Linked DNA regions of Mus musculus: region 1 is linked to region 2. The links are chromatin contacts, called in public promoter capture Hi-C maps. All regions are on one chromosome and are shown on one strand. The core of a region is the stretch at or near the end of the contact, and the rest is flanking DNA. Distances in the headings are between cores, read along the strand shown.

Region 1 (4,523 bases), core at 872-3,371, 2.7 Mb after region 2:
CAGAGCTCCCAGGGACTAAATCACCAACCAAGGAGTACACATGGAGGGACCCATGGCTCCAGCCGCATATGTAGCAGAGGATAGCCTCATCAATGGGAGGAAAGGCCTTTGGTTCTGTGAAGGCACTATGCCCCAGTGTAGGGGAATGCCAGGACCAGGAAGTGTGAGTGGGTGGGTTGGTGAGCAGAGGTAGGCAGGAGGGGATAGGGGGTTTTCAGAGGGAAAACCAGGAAAGGGAATAACATTTGAAATGCAAATAAAGAAAGTATCTGCTTAAAAAAGAAAGGCCTGGGAGCACAAAAAATTATATAAAATAAGAAAAAAAAAGAGTTCTGGATGTATTTTACACTTACTTAAAAATAGTCAAGAAAATAAATTTGGTATTAGGTGTATTTTATCACAATTTTAAAATGTTATAGAAGAAATCATCACAGAAACATGTTCAACCAATTCTTGTTATATTTAATCCATCCTATACCCTTCTTTTCATGTCTAAAGAAAACAAGACAGTGTTGGAATACCAACCAGAATCTCGTCCTCTGCATAGACACGGTGCTTTGAATGACGTAAGCTTCCATAAGCTTCCTTGGGCATTTTGTGTTTCAGTATTGCATATATGTTTCCAGTAAAGACCTTTAGGAAGCAGTACCAGATTAAGTTAATAAAACTTGGGAGTCAGTAACAGTTTTAGAATAGAAGGATGGTACCTCTGAGTGATGGGTCACTGTTAACCCAACTCAGAAGAATCCTTCAGAAATGGAAAAAAATAAGTTTCAGAGTTGTGCCTACTTTTAAATCCTAGAGCAAAAATCTATGTGAACCCATAAAAAGTTGGGTAAATATGATTAACTAGTAGTTAGATGATATAACCCTAGAAGTAGGCTAAGTTCATCAACTAATAAGACACAAATTGTCTTTAATTCTAAGGGAATTGGAATTCTAATTCATAATTGGAGCAAAATTAGATACAAGCAAGGTATCTTTTTTTGCTTATCCCATTAGCAAGGACAAGAACATTGACAAAGACATGGGAAAATTAGCCATTTTATTTTCTCTATTCCATTTATTTTTCCATTTATTATTTATCAAAACACACATAGCAATAACAAAATACCGACAATAAATAATATCCATTAAGAGCTTTCAGAGTATTAAGACATCTTATTTATTAAGCTTCCAATGATGAAATATGTACAGTAGAGGTACTGTGTACTGTTCCCAATTACAGATAAGGAAACTGAGTTTTTTTTCAGGTTAAATTAATGGTGAATAATTTTAAAAATATGACAAGTCACAGGCTGATACATAGTTACTATTCTAAACATTATATATAAATATATATAAGAAATTAACATAATAGACCAAATAAAAGGATTCACTTGTTATCTTTAAACTCTATATTATTGCTCTGTGATGAAGATAAACTGAGTTCCCACAGATAAACTTACCTGGCAGCACAATTGTAGCTCTGCTCCAGTGGCAGCAGCTCATGAAACCAGAGTGCACTTTTTGTTTTGTTTTGTTTTGTTTTGTTTTGTTTTGTTTTGTTTTGTTTTGTTTTTTGTTTGTTTGTTTGTTTTGTTTTGTTGTTGTTGTTGTTTTGTTTGTTTGTTTTTCAAGACAGGGTTTATCTGTAAAGCCCTGGCTGTCCTGGAACTCACTTTGTAGACCAGGCTGGCCTCGAACTCAGAAATCTGCCTGCCTCTGCCTCCCGAGTGCTGGGATTAAAGGCGTGCGCCACCACCGGCCGGCCACTTTTTTTTATTATTAGATATTTTCTTTATTTACATTTCAAATGTTATCCCCTTTCCTGGTTTCCCCTCCAAAACCCCCCTATCTCTTTCCCCCTCTCCCTGCTCTCCAGCCCACCCACCCCTTCTTCCTGGTCCTGGCATTCCCCTACACTGGGGCATTTGAGCCCTCACAGAACCAAGAACCTCAGAGTGTACTTTAATAACAAGCCCTGACCATTCTCTTCACTTGATCCAAGAACCAACTGGAAATAGCCCAAAGATACACCGAGGGAGATGGACAACAATTTCCCAGAAGTAAGTCCCATTCAGCTTGCACTTTGGAACGATTGATTAGCCCTGACGCTTGCACAATCTCCTAACAAAGGTCATGAAGCACCTGAACACCGTCATGGCAGAATCCCCGGCTCTCATCACCATCTTCCTTTTAGGATATCTACTCAGTACCGAATGTGCAGGTTTGTTTCTTTTTCGATGCTATGCTTAATATGCTTCTCCTTTAAAAACAGAAATATTTAGAACTACCTTTATCAAGTAAAGCAAGATTTCATGATTTGGCAGCTATAGTTTCTATTGTAGCAGGAAGCACGTCAGCCAGGAACTCTGGCTCTGTGGTAACTTCAGTTTCAATATTTGAAAAAACGAACTACATTTACAGGGCTTGTGGTGCATTTTTATTTAATAGATACAGTTATTCTTATGATTTGACAATATAATTCCACTTAAAATTTATGTGTCCTTGGTTTTAAAAAAATGAAAATCGGAAAATGTCTTAACAAAGAAATTGCACAATAAGCAGGAAACATGTTATTTTAGGATTTTAGACTCATCACCTTGAAATAAAAAGGGGAAACATCAAAACCACAATGGTTAATTTGCATAAAAAGTCTTTCTTGAATCTACATGTGTTCCAGTGTTTTAGAACTAGATGGTAAGGCATAGTTATAATGTTTAAACATATATTTATAGTTTAATTTCTCAGCTAAAATTGAAAGATTACGCTTTTATTACTAAGTTGCTGTCTGTAATGAAAGCTTTTACATAGATGGAAATAAATCAGCTCATCTGTCATACATCTCAGAGCTGATGTTTAGAGAACCATAATACTCAGAGGCCTCCCTAGGGGACAAAAGTAAGTATACAAATGGCCAGAAAGAGGAGTAGCTTAATTCATGCAAAGTACAGCACATCAGGGTTTCGTTTGGTTTCGTTTTTTGCAACAACAGTGGCATTACTCCCCAGGGAAAGGCACACAGGAAGAACTTACTGGCTTTAGACAAACAGCCTGATTGCCCCAGATGCATTTATCACACTTACTAGTCAACCTACTAAAGTCAAGCAAGTGACAGTGCCAGGATCAGAGGTGCCAACCCTGAGCATCCCCAGAAAATCGGCTGGTCTCCTGGTTCCCACTCCAGACATGATGTCAACTGTGGAATCAGACTTAAAAGCTGAAATGATGATGTGAGAATGCAAAGGTTAAACTGCACTAGCAAAGTGGGTAGAGATGAAAAATACATGTTGGAAACTCATTACGTGGACCATAAAGGCAGGTCATTCAACCTAGTGCATCAGATTGACCTATGTGAGAACAAAAGATCCAAGCACTCTCTTATAAAGATCCAAGCACGTCTTAGTGGTGAGGGAATCTCAGATGTAAAATGATAGAAAAAAATCATGATTTCAGAGCTGTGGCAATAATGACTAAAGAGGTGTTAAATATATGATCCCCAGACAGTATTGAGGATAAAAAGAACAAGATTGTGAGTCAGTTTGGTCAGGGAACCAGGGAAATGGCCCTGGCTGGGGAGTGGGGCTAGGTATTCATAAAGCACACTCTTCTGTTAAACGGTCCTGGGCTTTAGAACAGAGAGGCCCCATGTTCATAACTACTGCCTTATTGTGACAAATTAGAATTGGGAAATCAAAATTAGTCTGTGAAATGAATTTGTGCTTACAATGTATGCAAATCAAAATTATCTTTAATGCATGTATTTGGATATTAGTCCATACTGTTGTGGTTCGTGGTACTGTGACAAGGTACTGTGGCAGAGATGAATGGGTTCAGAAAAAAAGACTTTAATGGGAAGGGATGAGGTGTGTACCACATGCTTAGGAAGTACAAAAGAAGGAACATAATGGATGTAAAATCTCCTGAAAGATACAGTGTTTGGAGCAAGATCTCAAGAAATGAATAGTTGCCCACTATCCTTAAATGTCTGACCTGGATGGTTCATTGGGCAAAACTGCTTTCCACCAAGCCTAACAACCTGAGTTTGATCCCGAGGGTCTATACAGTGAATAAGAGACTTGACTTCCAGGATTGTCATTTAATCCCCACATGTATGAGAACACTTACAATGCATGTATGCATAAATACAGATGGATGTATATACATGTATGTGTATATGTAAACACACACACATATTCTTAGGGTTTATGTAGTCATTTTAAACACCATGACCATAAGTAACTTGGGGCGAAAAGGTTTATTTCAGCTGGGGGAAGTCAGAGAGGGAACTGAAACCAGACAAGAACCTGGAGGCAGGAGCTGATATAGAAGCCATGGAGAAATACTGCTTACTGTCTTCCTCCTCAAGGCTTGCTCCGACTGCTTTCTTACACAACTCAGAAACAGGATCACCAGCTTATGAGTAGCACATCCAAAAGTGATCTTGGCCCTCCCACATCAATCATCATTCAAGAATATACTCCACAGTTTTTCTCACAGGCCAGTTTGGTGATGGCATATTTCAAATTGAGGTTCCTCTT
Region 2 (4,874 bases), core at 856-3,355:
ACTTTCATGTAGCCTAGACTGGCCCAAAATTTAAATGTATAACCAAGGATGACCTTGACCCTCTGACTTCCATGTCTCCATCACCTTACTATTGCAGAGTATAGGTGTGTACCACCATTTCCAGTCAATAGTTTTGCTTTGTTTAGTATTAGGTTCTGAAAGACACTACTGGGCATCATCAATCTCCACTGGAGATTCTCTAAAGGGTTCTCTACCTCTATTTACTCTGTGGCTACTGGCAGCGAAAATCAATCCTTACATTTGCGGACTTTTTAATTAAGAGAGCAGAAAATAATGGCAACATCAAAGGCAAGACAAGTAAGCTTACTTCCACTTGAAGAGTTGCACATCCTTTCAGGAAGTCATTGATGTTGTCGATGCAGTCGGCCTCAGTTTGGGGTTCCAGACAATACTAAGGAAAGAGTCAAATGTCACTTGGAGATTGCTAAGCCATGACAAACCATCATCATATTCTTTTGCTGATAACTAGACACAGTTGGCTTTGGAAGGCAGAGGGCAGCCCTGCTCTCCATCCAGGAAGAGAAGTAACCACTGAAGGAAGTGATGCAAATGCCTGAACGGTTGCTTTTTGTTTCAGAGGTCTCCAAGCCACTTCTACTTAAGGTTTTCTCATACCTTCTACTCGACTGTGGTGCTAGCAAATCGGAGAAACTAAGAGACACGGACACACGGACGGACACACACACACACATTGATGCAGTCGGCCTCAGTTTGAGGTGTGTGTGTGTGTGTGTGTGTGTGTGTGTTTGTGTGTCTGCGTATGTATATATAAATATATATCGTTTAGTCCTGCTTTTGCCTGAGGTTACTTTGATCACCTCCCTCTACTCCTCATGATAATTTGTTCATATTTCACTATGTCTAAGCATCACATTTTTTATTATGTCTCTCTGTATCTTATCAGTTTAATCACCATTTCTCACATTTGAAAAATTATAAGTAAATCTACTTGTTCCATAAACATAGAACTGATTCCAAAAGGCAAAAGACCCTTATTTAAGTTATGTGCACAATGACCTTAAGAAAAGAATCATAAGTACTCTATCTTTAATGACACAAAAGCACCTACTTTAGAAACTGTCCACTGTCATAACATGGGCTTCTAACCTCAAAACTCTTGAAGTTTTTTTAAAGCAAGGTTTAGTTTCACTTTGAATGCCCATTGCCTTCAATGCATAGAGTTGGTTTCTCTTTGGTTTTGGGGGAGTTTTAAGTAACATTGACACTTGTGAATAGACTTTTCTTCAATGAATCTTAAAACAAACAAACAAACAAGGAAGTCTCCATCATTTTTTTTAGGCAAACTTTCAAACACCAGAAAGATCTACAACAAAATTATTCCATTATCCCACAGACTCATGCTCAAAACATGTCTAAAGTGCACAGGGGAAGTTTAATGTGCATTTCCACAACCACAGCAAACTTGTACACAATAAGGTTGTCCTCCTATCCCTGATTGGCAGTCCTGTAGCCCAGCTTTAGTAAGGTAACATCAGGGGGTCAATTACTGAAGGATAATATTTCGTTTTCTGACTTTTTCAAAGTACAAGGACAGTAAATAAAAACGCCTAACTTTTAGAAAGATATTGAAGAAGGGGATTCCCATGACCCCGCAATAGAAAAATCTCAAGAATGATATTATTGCTGCTCTGTGGTGGAAAGTAATCCCAAAGACACAGCAAAATGACCTTACCTTCTCCACCGAGCCAGGCAGAAGTCTGTTTATGAGTTTGCACAACACTACCCCATTTTTCAGCGAGGACTTCAAGAACTCCTCTGGATCACAGACAGTCTTTTTGGGAGACTCTAGAACTCCCAAAGATATAAGCCATGTCACAAGGCGTTCTTCTGGATTCATGACTGAGGCTCTCGGACGCTCTGAACAGCTCTCGGGGCAGCTGTGAAGACTAAGCCACATCCGTGATTGCATCTGCTGCTGTCTTCCTTTTATGAGCGCTCTTCTGGTGCTTGCGGGGCAAAGGTTTAAGGCAACTTTTCTCTGACAACAGAGGAACGTGGGATTTCTAAACCACAGAGATCATACCTAAAGATATGGAAAGGAATGATAAGGAATGGACAAACTCCTGAGAGAACATCACTGGTTCTTTTTCGAAACTTGCAAAACAAACTCATTAGGTTTTTCTTTGGGGGGGTGGGGTGGGGGGAGGAACACGTACAACAGTGCAAGAAGCTGTAAGGAAAGGAAGTGAGGAGGATGCTGGGGAGGCAGAAAAGTCAGCAAGTGCTCGTGGAAACCGGAGTGAGCCAGCACTTTACAGAGCCTTGGAAATGAGACACGCATGGGGCAGACTGGGAAAACACTGTCAATACAGTCTAGTCTCAGTGAAAAATCTGGCTTCTGTCAGGAGGAGGATGCCAACTGGCTCTTAGGTCAGACAGATCTGAGCCTCGTGGGGAGCTGTGCTGGTAAAAGAGAGCTCAAACAAAGACTTAGGTGGACTGAAAAAATTCCTCCCAGAAATGGCCGGATGTCCTCAGACAATCTCACAGTGACAGTGTGTGTCACGATCATGCCTTCTTTACAAAACATGTGGAGCCGCATGGTGACAAACTTGCCAAGCAAAGGAAGATTGTCCCTGCTGTCAGCCATCGCTGCATTTAAGCAGAAGCTGGAAGAATGGCATTTTACGTTGTAGCCAAAAAAGCTATGTTTAGGGAAATAGGCTAAGGATAACATCTGACATCCTGTTTACTTGCATTCTTTAGCAATTCTTTTTCTGGACCTGGTTCCACTCCACAGTCCAGCTGCAGCACCCTTAGCAAAGGCTTAGACACAGTCACAGAAAATGAGGGAAATATGTTTGGAGACAGAGCACTTGAGAACAAAAGAGCACTTGTCTTCTCTGTCTACACTACAGACTGAAAGATTCACTTCTTGTCATCAACAAACACGATGCATTTAAAATAGTGATCTGCAAACCAGCCTCGCTCATGAATCCAGAGAGGTTTGTTATTGTCAAACACTTTTAGTACCAGGTAAAATAGTCATACTATAGAGAAATTTATGATAAGGCAGAGTTTAATTGTATAGCTCAATGTTGGCAAATGCAGGCCGTCAGCACCTCTCCACATGTATGTGAGGCATCCAGTTAATTATAGCTGTTTCCCGCTAAGTCTCACAATCCTGTTCTTGTTGTTCTCTGTCTCCCTGCTTTTTTTGATGGTGATAGTGATAGGGATAGTTTCTTGTAGCTGAGGCTGACTTTGAACTCCTGATTCTTCTGCCTCCTCCTCCCAGATGCGAGGATTAGAGGCATGCAAAATCAAATCCAGTTTACGGGGTGTTTGGGGTTGATCCTAGGATGTTGTACACACTAGACAGGCACTCTACCAACTGAGCTATAGCCCCAGGCCAATTGAATAATTTTAATATTTACAGGCTATTTCATTACAATCATGCACAGTCTAGATCAGTGGGTCTCAACCCCTTTGGATATTAGAGGACCTTTTTAGAAAGATCACATACCATATATTTCAGAAGTCATATGTTTGTATTATGATTCATAACAGTAGCAAAATTACACTAATGAAATAGTAACAAAATAATTTTATGGTGTATGTGGGATGGGGGTTCACTTCCCTAATCCAGGAGCTATCCCTAATTAATAACCACTCAGAAATGAAAACTTAATTTTCTCCAAGAGAATATCATGGACTATACAAACCACTCTTATTATAAGGACAGGCAGGCCCTGTTCCCAGCAGTAGCTAGGCAACTCAAAATGAACTCAATGGCAACTTTGGACGTTCTTTGTCTCATAATACTTTGTCAAGGTATGGTTTTGTTTTTACTTTATTCTTTTTTAAATCACATAGGTCCATAGGTCCTTTGTATTTATATTGTGGCTTCTGGCTCTGTGTTTTCCCGTGTGTGTGTGTGTGTGTGTGTGTGTGTGTGTGTATGTGTGTGTGTGTGTGTGTGTGTGTGTGTGTGTGTGTGTACAGGTGTCATTGCATCTATCTGTGTTGTTTGTGCTTTTTCTTTGGCTCTTTTTCTTCTGTTTGCTTGTTTTAATGCATTTTGACTTGTTTGTTTTTGTCTTATTTTATTATTACTAAGATGTCTGCATGTTTTCTAAGCAGACAGAAATGTTGTGGATCTGGATGGAAGGGGAGGGAGGGAGGTCCATGGGGGTGTTGGGGAGGGAAATACTGTAAATAGAATAGATTGTATAAAAAGCTATTGTCAATAAATGAAATTTTGAAAGAAAAAATGCGCCCTTTCACCTCCTTTTGTTTTTCCTTATCTCCACATCATAGGCAACTGCTCATCTGTTCTCAACCCATTTATGCTAGCCTGTATTTTCAAGGATCTTGCATAAAGGGAATATACAGCATGGTGCTATTACTGGTGGTCACAATCTGGACCCGGTTTTTCCAGATTCTTGGTTTCTCAATCAAAGAACCGAAATAAGGGCTCCCATATATTTTGAAAGTAGCAAGGAGACTTTAATCAAGGTGAAGCCACAGTCCGGATCAAAGTAAGCACACTATCAAGATTGATAGCAGCCACATGAGTGAAGGCACTCAAGGGCTCAACATTATCAAAGTGGTGCTAAAGAGAGTAACATATCTCTACTGTTTAAAGCAGGTCTATGTGCAGCCTAAGGCAGATGGATGTGGGGGTCGCAGGTTGTCAACATGTTGCTAGGTGCATTATTAGCAAAGGAGGGACTTGCACACAACCCAAGCCAATTAGAGTCTCCTGTTTCTAAGCTATTTCTACGCTCACCCGTCTCAGTACTTTGTTTTCTGTGTTTTAACACCAACATTTTGAGATTCGGTGATGTAGTTGGGTTTATCCATAGTTGTATAAAATGATGAATTTACCT

What was found. Promoter capture Hi-C pulls out the DNA fragments that hold promoters and counts their contacts.
Region 1: a contact with region 2 is called in a promoter capture Hi-C map of pre-B cells. The contact joins the promoter of F9 here to the promoter of Arhgef6 in region 2.

What each region holds. Positions count from the first base shown.
Region 1 is chrX:59,997,343-60,001,865 of GRCm38.p6, forward strand. It overlaps F9 (coagulation factor IX), which reads left to right and starts at 2,122. Exons shown (of 8, transcript NM_007979.2): 1 at 2,122-2,209. The coding sequence starts at 2,122.
Region 2 is chrX:57,336,624-57,341,497 of GRCm38.p6, forward strand. It overlaps Arhgef6 (Rac/Cdc42 guanine nucleotide exchange factor (GEF) 6), which reads right to left and starts at 2,106. Exons shown (of 22, transcript NM_152801.2): 1 at 1,715-2,106; 2 at 329-412. The coding sequence starts at 1,951.